3 separate regions of the Sus scrofa genome follow, and all the other regions are linked to region 2. A link is a contact called in public Hi-C data. All regions are on one chromosome and are shown on one strand. The core of a region is the stretch at or near the end of the contact, and the rest is flanking DNA. Distances in the headings are between cores, read along the strand shown. Region 1 holds the start of HID1 (protein HID1). Region 2 holds the start of ARMC7 (armadillo repeat containing 7). Region 3 holds the start of MRPS7 (28S ribosomal protein S7, mitochondrial).

Region 1 (2,725 bases), core at 211-2,710, 110 kb after region 2:
GCACCTGCAGCATATTTTGGTTCCCAGACTAGGGGTCGAATCGGAGCTGTACCTCCTGGCCTACCCCACAGCCACCGCAACACGGGATCCAAGCTGCGTCTGCAGCCTACACCACAGCTCATGGCAAAGTCGGATCCTTAACCCACTAATCAAGGCCGGGGATCGAACCCACAGCCTCATGTTCCTAGCCGGATTCGTTAACCACTGTGCCATGAGAGGAACTCCTTTGTTTTTTAACACATTCGAATAGGTATATAACAGTTATTGCGTTGTGGTTTCAATTTGTACTTCCCTAATGAACAAGATTCAGAGTTTTTCTTTTTCTTTTCTTTGTCTTTTGTCTTTTTAGGGCCACACCGGTGGCATATGGAGGTTCCCAGGCTAGGAGTCCAATCGGAGCTACAGCTGCTGGCCTACAGGGATCAAACCCGCAACCTCATGGTTCCTAGTTGGATTCGTTTCCGCTGCGCCATGACAGGAACTCCAAGAGTCAGAGTTTTTAATGTCACGTTGGCCTGGCCTAGGGCTGGGTGATTTGTAGGGTGGACTGGATTTTTTTTTTTTTTTTTTAATGCCAAATAAAGGTTCTATTCATTTGTTATCTCAAAGTGATTAGAAAAGCCACGGAACCTGGAAGATTTCATCCAAAGCAGAGAAAACCCACCTCTGGAGCAAGGACAGAGCTATCCTGTCCAGTCTGCTCATTCAGTGACATAATGACATCCCTGTCTCCTGCCTCCCACCTCCTCATCTGTCCTACCCTGCCTTTGTGCCTAGATGGTGCGCCTCTCATTTTTCACCTGTGGCATTCCAATTTAAACTAAACGTCACTTCCTTTTGAAGCTGCTAGGATTTCCAGAAGCTTCCGGACACAGCATGCAAGATAATGTTGAAAAAATGCAGCCTCTTTGGGAGTCAGAGTTGGATTTGCCTTTTTGGCTTTGTTCTTTACTAGTTGTGTGATTTGGGGCAACTTAATTGCTTTGAGCCTCAGTTTCCTCTGGTGTAAAATGGGGCGAATACCTATCTCAGAGGCAGGTGTTTGTTGTGTAAGAGGTATTTCGTCACTATTATTATTACTACTGCTATTATTATTAATTTGCCTCACTGAGTTGAACCATAACTAATTCCTTCCTAGTTTCTCTCCCTTGCCAACTGCTCTTAGAGGGCAGACCCTGTGACTTAGGCCCCCTCTGCCCTACCCCTGACACCATGTTGGTAAATACTAGTTCCTCAACATATTTGTTGAAATGGATGAACCTAAAAGAATTCTCAGAGAAGGCAGGTGGCCAGAAAGGAGTCGTGGGACCCAGAGGGGCCTCTAGCTCTCATCAGGGAAGGGACGCTGCTTTCCTGGAGCAGGGACACTGAGTGAACACCCCGCTTCCACCGAGGTTCAGCCTGTGACTGGATTACAGGGGACATGTGGGTTGATAGGTCAGTAAAAGGGGAACCGAAAGAACGGATGCTCAGGGAAAAAAACAAAGTGGGGAGGACAGGGATTACAAGGAAGAAACTGGAGAAGGCTGGTTTTGAAAGTGTGGGCCCAGTGATGGCGTGGGGACCAATGGTGAGGAGCGGGGGCGGGGGACGCGAGGTTGGGAAGGATGCAGGCCCTGGGGGCTGGGTGGTAATGGGAGAGGCGGGGGGGGGAAGCGGGGGGGAATAACGCACCGACACAGAAGAAAGGGCCTGGAGGCACTGGATCCGGATAAGAAGGACGCCGGGAGGGCTACGACAGTGGATGGGAGCGGCAGACCCCGGGCGCCGGGAGTGGGCGGTGCGGGGCGCGGCAGGTGCGGGGGGCGGAGTCCTATCGGGCGGGGCCAGGAGGGGGCGGGGTCGACGCCGGGCCGGCGGGCGGGGTGCGCAGCTCCGCTCCTGCGAGAGCAGCTGGGGCCGCGGAGTGGAGCCGGATACAGAGTCCGGTCCCCGGGCGGGAGTCAGGGCTGGGGCCGGGCCGGAGCGGGCTCCAACGATATGGGGTCGGCCGACTCCAAGCTGAACTTCCGAAAGGCGGTGATCCAGCTCACCACCAAGACGCAGGTGCGCACGGGGCCCCGGCCTCCCCACCCACTTGCCGGACTGGGGGCTGGGCAGGGCTGGGGGGCTTCGAGAACTTGGCTCGCCAGGAGATGGGGAGACCAGCTGGCCAGGAGGGTGACGCCGAGGCCAGGACTGGAGCGAGACTCCTTGGCCTGTACCCTAGGGCTCCATCCCCTATCCCCCCACCCCCAACCTCTTCTCCCGGGAACATCCTCTCCCTCGCAGCTACTGCTGCCACCTTAGGCTGACGTGTGCCTACATCCCAAGCCGGCGTCGCCTCTGTCCGCCCCCCAGTCTGCACCCCCCACGCCCCTCCAGCCTCGCATGTCCAACCTCTCCCCACCCCCACCCACCCAAACACCTCCCTGCTTTCCTCGGTGCCCGTGGGTCCCGGACGCACAGACCCGGCTGACTCAATGCAAACAAAGCCTGCCGGCGCCCTCCTGGGTCGGGGAAACAGCTGGTGCGCGGAGGCAGCGGCCTCTCTGGGCCCAGGTCCATGGCCACGGCCAGGGAAGGCCCAGGTTTTACTGGGAACATTCAGAGTGGCAGGCAGCACTGCAGCCTGGCAAGCGGACCTGATCCCAGGGCCATGGAGTCCAGGTTCCCAGTTGAGGCCACTGCTGCCTGGGGCTCCTCCTTTGAGGCCCAGAGGTGGGGATGGCTGTGTTTGCAGGTG
Region 2 (2,883 bases), core at 175-2,674:
CGACCCCTAGCCTGGAACCACCATATGCCCTAAAAAGACAACAACAACGAAACAAAGATACATGCTGAACAACGAACGTCTGTCCTCAGAATCAACAAACTCTTTCCTACCACCTAGCTCTGAGTCAGGAGCTGCCTCGAGCTCTTGGACCTCATTTGGTACCTCTCTCAGCTTCATTCACCACAGTCCCACCACATCAGCCTTTCCTTCTGCCTCCTCCCGCTTAAGGGTCTGGGCCCATGCTGTGCCTCTGCCGAGACCGCCTTCCCACGATGGCCAAAACAAAAGGAGTGTCTACCTCCCCTTGCTCCACCTCATCAGCCTGTTTATTTTCTTCAGAGCCTCAGCTTTTGTTCAAACACCTGTCTCCCTCTACCAGAGTGTAAATTCCTCGAGGGCAAAGACCTTTTCCCCAACCTGCTTGCCATCTTCCCAGCATTTAGAACAATACCTTAATCACACAGTACATGCCCCATAATACCTGTCCAGCGAATAGTTCGATAGGTCCTAGGCATAAGCCATTCCAAGTCACCTCTACTTCTCTGGATATTAAAACATGAAGATAAAGCTGTTTAAAAAGAGCACTCCACTCCCCCCTCCCGACCGCACCGGCCTTCAATCCATTTCCTCATTTATGCACACACCTGTAAGCAAGCAGCGCAGACAGGCACGCAGAATGAGTGCTTCGCAGCTGAGGGACTGCTTAAGATTCCTTTCTCCCAAACTCACTTCTAACTCACTGACCTCATTAAAGCCCATCAGGCATCTAGGAGTTGCACCCCATCCTTACCAATAGCAAACTCCACCAGGGTTTCATTCTCTTCCGACAGTGAATCGAGGAATAAATCCAGGACCTGCAGCTGCCGCAGATACTGGTAATTACTGGGGTCATAGGCGAAGTTAGCGAGGTTGGCCAGTACTTGCTCCTTGGCGTCTGCAGTGGAAAAGCAGCATTGGAACCAGGTCTGGGGCGGCGGCGGTGGCCGGACCCCTGCCCCCGCCCTGCTCCCCCCGCCGCCGCTCTCACCTTGGCTCTCTGTCTCCTGGAATTCCGTGACCAGCGCCTGAAGATATCCTAGCCGGCCGACGTGAGGGTCTACCTTCGGCTTCTGGGCCATGGTCGGGCGGCGGAGGGCCCCCGAGGGAACGGCAGGTGTGTGGAAGGTGAGGCCGGAAAGCGGGGCGAGAATCTTACCCGGGTCTCCACCGGCCCGGGGAGGGGAGGACTGGGGCGGGAAACGGGCTCCTCTCCTGGCTTTAGGCTCTGCGGTAATTTGCAGCTGAAACTGGGGTGTGGGAAATGGGATGGGGATTCAGGACTCCGTAAGAGTTAGGAGTGGAAAATCTAAGGACGGGCGCAGGAGACAAGCACACAACCGCCCGCTGTGGAAGAGAGGAGCAGGAGCAGCGCCCGGCAGAGCTCGGTTTTCTTCCAGGTTCCGGATTTCCGGGAGAAGCCGCGCCTAGTCCCGCCCCTGGGCGGAAGGGGCGGGTCGAAGGGGGCGAGGGGCGGGGCCCTCGCAGAGCTTAGAGGGCTTGCGCGGAACGCTTGCTGCTTCTCAGCTCCAGATGAGGGCGATCCGCCTGGCTGGCGATCCGCCTGGCCGGCGATCCTGGAAGGTTGTGGAAGCACTGAGGAGCGCGGCCAGAGCCTTTAAGAGCTTAGAGGTGGCGGGGGTGTAGGGACACCCACGGGAGAACTGTCGAGGCAGAAGCACTTCCAGATACTTCTGCACTTGAGGGGGGCGCAGCCCAGCCTTCTGGAGCAAGGGACGCTCCTCTGGAACTCGGGTGTCTGTCCTCTGCAACTCTGGCTCCCAGTGTCCTCCATGTAGGTCCTTTAACACTACCTTGTGGCCGGCTTTTCCTGGCACCCTCTGCTTCCCAAACTCGTGCTAAGTCTGCCACCTCTGGCCAGAAACCTCAGGAACTGGGTAATGTCCTAAGGCATTTTGTCAGCCAAGTGGACGGGGAGCACCAGGGGCAGCACCATCAGGCCCTAGAAGGAGCCTCAGTGCACCGCTCTGGCGGCTTTCTGGGTTGTGGAGCCAGACAGACCTCACAGGCGCAGAGGACAGAGCACCAGGGAGGAAGGTGGCTTCTCGCACTCTAGTCATGCTTGAAAATGGGTGGATAAAAGAGGCTTGGGCTGTGCGCTATTTTGTTTTGCTTTTAAGAAAAAATTTCTTTTTGCGTTTATTTGCTTTTTTTTAATTTTAGGGCCGCACCCGAGGCATATGGAGTTTCCCAGGCTAGGGGTCCAATCAGGGCTACAGCTGCCAGCCTACACCACAGCCCCAGCAAAGCAGGATCTGAGCTGCATCTGCAACCTACACCACAGCTCTCTGCAACGCCAGATCCTTAACCCACTGAGCAAGGGCAGGGATGGAACCTGAAACCTCATAGTTCCTAGTTGGATTCATTTCTGCTGCGCCATGAGGGGAACTCCCAAGCTGGCTTTTTTTTTTTTTTTTTTGGATGGAACCTGCACCACAGCAGCAACCCAAGCCATGACAACACTGGGTCATTAACTAGCTGAGCCACTAGGGAACTCTTCTGTGAGCTTCCTGAGGGCAAGGGCCATGGGCCTTTGGCCCTGGGCCTGGCATGAGGGCAGAGTGGCTGCCATACTCCAGCCTGCCACAGCCCCACTGGGAGCCCCTCTGTGGTCTCAGGTCCTTGTGATAAGCCCCTGCCCTATGCACACACCCCAGGCCAAGAGTTTTGACCGTAGTCTGGATGCTTGGGCCCCCGCTCCTTCTTGAAGGGTGGTGGTCCCAGGCCCCTCAGCTTGTGAAGGGAGCTGATGCGGCCCAGAGAAGTGCATGTTAGCCCAGGGCGGCCAAGGGGGCTTCTCTGCTTCTGGCTGGACAGAGGAGTAAA
Region 3 (3,005 bases), core at 298-2,797, 130 kb before region 2:
TTCCCAGCTGAGCTAGGATCTTGCCCTTTACTCCCGTCACACTGTTGTTCTCTAACTGTGCAGCTCCTCCCTCCGCACTGCTGAAACCAGGATCTTCAGTGTCTCCCTCTTCCCTGGACCAGGAAAGAAAGAGTGGGCTAAGATTTGGGATATGGGGATGAGGAATGGTAGCTGTTGACTCCTGCAGGACTTCATTAAAGCCCCACTCCCACACATGCATACAGGGAAGTTAATTTCAACGACAGCTACAGAATCCGTTTTTTTTTCATGCTAAAACGAAAGAGCCAAGTACAAAGCTACGGGGAAAAGCAGAGGGACTGTTTACCTGTGTCATGAGGGATCTGGCCAGTACTTTGTTTCCTCCTTTCATCATCATGTTGGTGAATTTACTTCAAGGAGAAAAGCAACATGTTTAGCCTCTCAAGGCCGTGTCAGGGAATCCTTACTATAGACCCTCCCTGGTAAAGTCCCGGTCCTTGGAAAAAAACTTTGTTTCCTTCTAACCTGATCACCGGGTCTTCAAACACAGAACTTGTTTTGGTCGCGGGGGCGGCTTTGATAAGTTGCGTCTTCTTGAAATCCCGCTCATACTTCTCCTCCTCCGTCTGCTCCGCCAACGGCTTGCGGTAATATTCCTTGTCAATCTGGGGATCCTTGTATTCAGGACCATAGCGGCTCCACCTCACCTGGGTTAGCCTGGAGGCGGGGAAGAGGAAGAGGAGGGCAAAAGCTGACTCCACAAGTGAAATAGCTTGACTTAACAATAGGCAAGGGTGCCAATCCGCCGACGAGTGAGAGCGGCGCGGAGACCGCTAGCCAAAGGTGAACCCCGATAATTCTGGTTCCCGTCCCAAGCAGGAGGAGAACTTTCCCCCAAACAGGCCAGGAAGTGCCAACGGTAAGGACGGGCCTGAAACTCGGGATAGGCGCCCCGCCTATGCATCTCTCCCCCTCCCTTCCAACAAAGAAAATCCCAGCTCTGCGTTCTTTAACAGGATCGCACTTTCGGCGCTAAGTTAGAACCCCTCGAGCGGGCGGGAAGTCACTATGTCTTCAGACTGACCCAAAATCACCCTGCTGGTTAAAGAGCCATGGAGCCGGACATCCCAGCCCCCTGGTTCCCGCGCGGCCTGTCTACGGCCCCTCTTCCTTTCCAGCAGGTCTCTCCGTGAAGACCCAAACGGCCTCCCAGCTACAGGCTGCCCTCTCACCCTGGAAACCGGAGGACGGCAATCCGCACGCCCAAGGCCGAGCACGACCACCCTCGCGCAGCCTTCACCGCGGGGGCAGCCATCTTGGCTGGCCACGAGGACCCCACAGAGACTGCCCTCGGTGCGCCTGAGCTGGTGACAGAAGTCCGGGAAAGGCTGCACAGGCTCCTAAACCTGGGCTTCACCCTATGGGGGCCTTAAGAGTCTCTCACACCGGGGTCTAAGGTGAAGAGTCAAAAGGAAACATTCGCGCTCCCATTATTCGCCGCAGCCTGGCGCAACCCTCGGTGGCGGCGCTCTCTCTTCTCAGGGCCCTATGCAGGCCCCGCCCCAGCTCAGCTCTTGCAGGTTCTCGCGAGGTTTGAGGCCGCGGGGCCGGCCCGGGCGGCTGCAATATGGCGGAGGCGGAAGGGGAGAGCCTGGAGTCCTGGCTGAGTGAGTAGCCCCGGTCGCTTGTGCCTGCCCTCAAGCCGCCGAGCCGCCCCTCTCCACACCCTTCTGCCCCTTCCCCGGGCCCCGCGGTGGCGCTGCATGGCAGCTGCGGCAGGCATCGCCTGCTCTGGGAGCGTCTCGCGATCACGCCCCTTCCCCGTCAGGACGCCCGGGCTCCTGCACCCTGTGCTGCGGCGCCTGCTCCCGCTTCCGCGCGCCGCGGCGTGAGCTCGGGTCCGGTCCGGGCCTCCTGGGCTTCGAGAAAGCTACAGCCAAGTGCTTCGGGCTGACAGGCATCCGGCGCTTTGGGGCAGCTGTGGTGGGGACGCGCGCGGCTTTTGACTCTGGGAACCCCTGCGCCTTCCTGACCAAGGGAAAAGCTCCGGATTTGGGCTGAAGCTTCGGAAGCGGCGGTGCCGATGAGCAAGCATAGCTTCAGAATTGTGAACCTGTATTCGAGGAGAAGTGACCTCCTCGCGCAGGCTGAATGTTTGAAGTGAGAATCTAAAGTGAGAGAGAAAACAGGGCTTTACCTTTTTCCTGCAGTGACCAAAATATGGTGAAAGCTGTGTTCCCCACCCCCGCCCTGCATATCTTAAGGAGTCCTTCGTTGATAACCTATACTGAGCAAACCTGAGAGGCGCTGCCTGATGCTGTAATTATAGCGGCCTATTGCTATGATTGCTAATGCATATTGCTGTTAAAGAAATAACGGTTTAACTCTAGCAGGTAGTATTTGGCTCAAGGGTTAATATTATTTTATCTGTGGGTTAGAGGAGGCACCTGGAGGTCTCTTTCAGTGAAGACAAATTGAACAGGGTGATAAGGCAGCAGGCTAGATGCTTAGACAGTGCCTTGTGCGGAGATCTGTTATTTACTAGAGCCTCCAGGCTCTTGGAGGTGATGGCTCTTTCCTCCAATTGCCTGACTTTTCTTTTTTTCTTTTTGGCCGACCCGCGGCACATGGGGATCCCAGGCCAGGGATCAGATACGAGCCACAGCCAAGAGCCACAGCTGCGGCAACACCGGTTCCTTAACCCACTGTGCTGGGGATCCAACCGGTGTCCCACCGCTCCCAAGACACCACTGATGCCATTGTGCCAGAGCGGGAGCTCCTTGCCTGCCTTTACTTAATAAAACCCTGTTCAGGTGATTGAACTTAGGTTACATGAGCGAAATCTGCAGTTGCAGGGAGGTCACAAAGTCTTCGGTATATATGGAACTGTTCTCCAAGGAGCTAAGAGTGCTCCAAAGACATTCATTTAATTCATTTGTCAAGTATCCTAGCAAGCAGGTACTATCACAGTGTCACAAAAAGAGGACACCCTGACTCTAGTCAATTCACTTGCCCAGAGCCACCCA

The links. Hi-C and Micro-C count contacts between places; a contact is called where the count stands out from the background.
Region 1: a Hi-C map of mesenteric adipose tissue shows a contact between it and region 2, with 2.1 times the contacts expected there. The contact joins the promoter of HID1 here to the promoter of ARMC7 in region 2. A contact is called at or near these places in 2 of 5 promoter capture datasets (fetal liver and liver), 20 of 47 Hi-C or Micro-C datasets (alveolar macrophages, blood, embryonic fibroblasts and 11 more) and 2 of 2 datasets of contacts at active chromatin or transcription factors (alveolar macrophages and skeletal muscle).
Region 3: a contact with region 2 is called in a Hi-C map of subcutaneous adipose tissue, with 1.6 times the contacts expected there. The contact joins the promoter of MRPS7 here to the promoter of ARMC7 in region 2. A contact is called at or near these places in 1 of 5 promoter capture datasets (liver), 11 of 47 Hi-C or Micro-C datasets (alveolar macrophages, embryonic fibroblasts, fetal liver and 8 more) and 2 of 2 datasets of contacts at active chromatin or transcription factors (alveolar macrophages and skeletal muscle).

The regions. Positions count from the first base shown.
Region 1 is chr12:6,289,689-6,292,413 of Sscrofa11.1, forward strand. HID1 (protein HID1) reads left to right here and starts at 1,461. Exons shown (of 19, transcript XM_013980767.2): 1 at 1,461-1,570. The coding sequence starts at 1,466.
Region 2 is chr12:6,181,658-6,184,540 of Sscrofa11.1, forward strand. ARMC7 (armadillo repeat containing 7) reads right to left here and starts at 1,425. Exons shown (of 3, transcript NM_001243806.1): 1 at 1,028-1,425; 2 at 791-934. The coding sequence starts at 1,118.
Region 3 is chr12:6,054,122-6,057,126 of Sscrofa11.1, forward strand. It overlaps MRPS7 (28S ribosomal protein S7, mitochondrial), which reads right to left and starts at 1,548. Exons shown (of 5, transcript XM_003131206.5): 1 at 1,212-1,548; 2 at 505-696; 3 at 326-389. The coding sequence starts at 1,294. GGA3 (ADP-ribosylation factor-binding protein GGA3) reads left to right here. Exons shown (of 18, transcript XM_021066652.1): 2 at 1-1,646. The coding sequence starts at 1,607.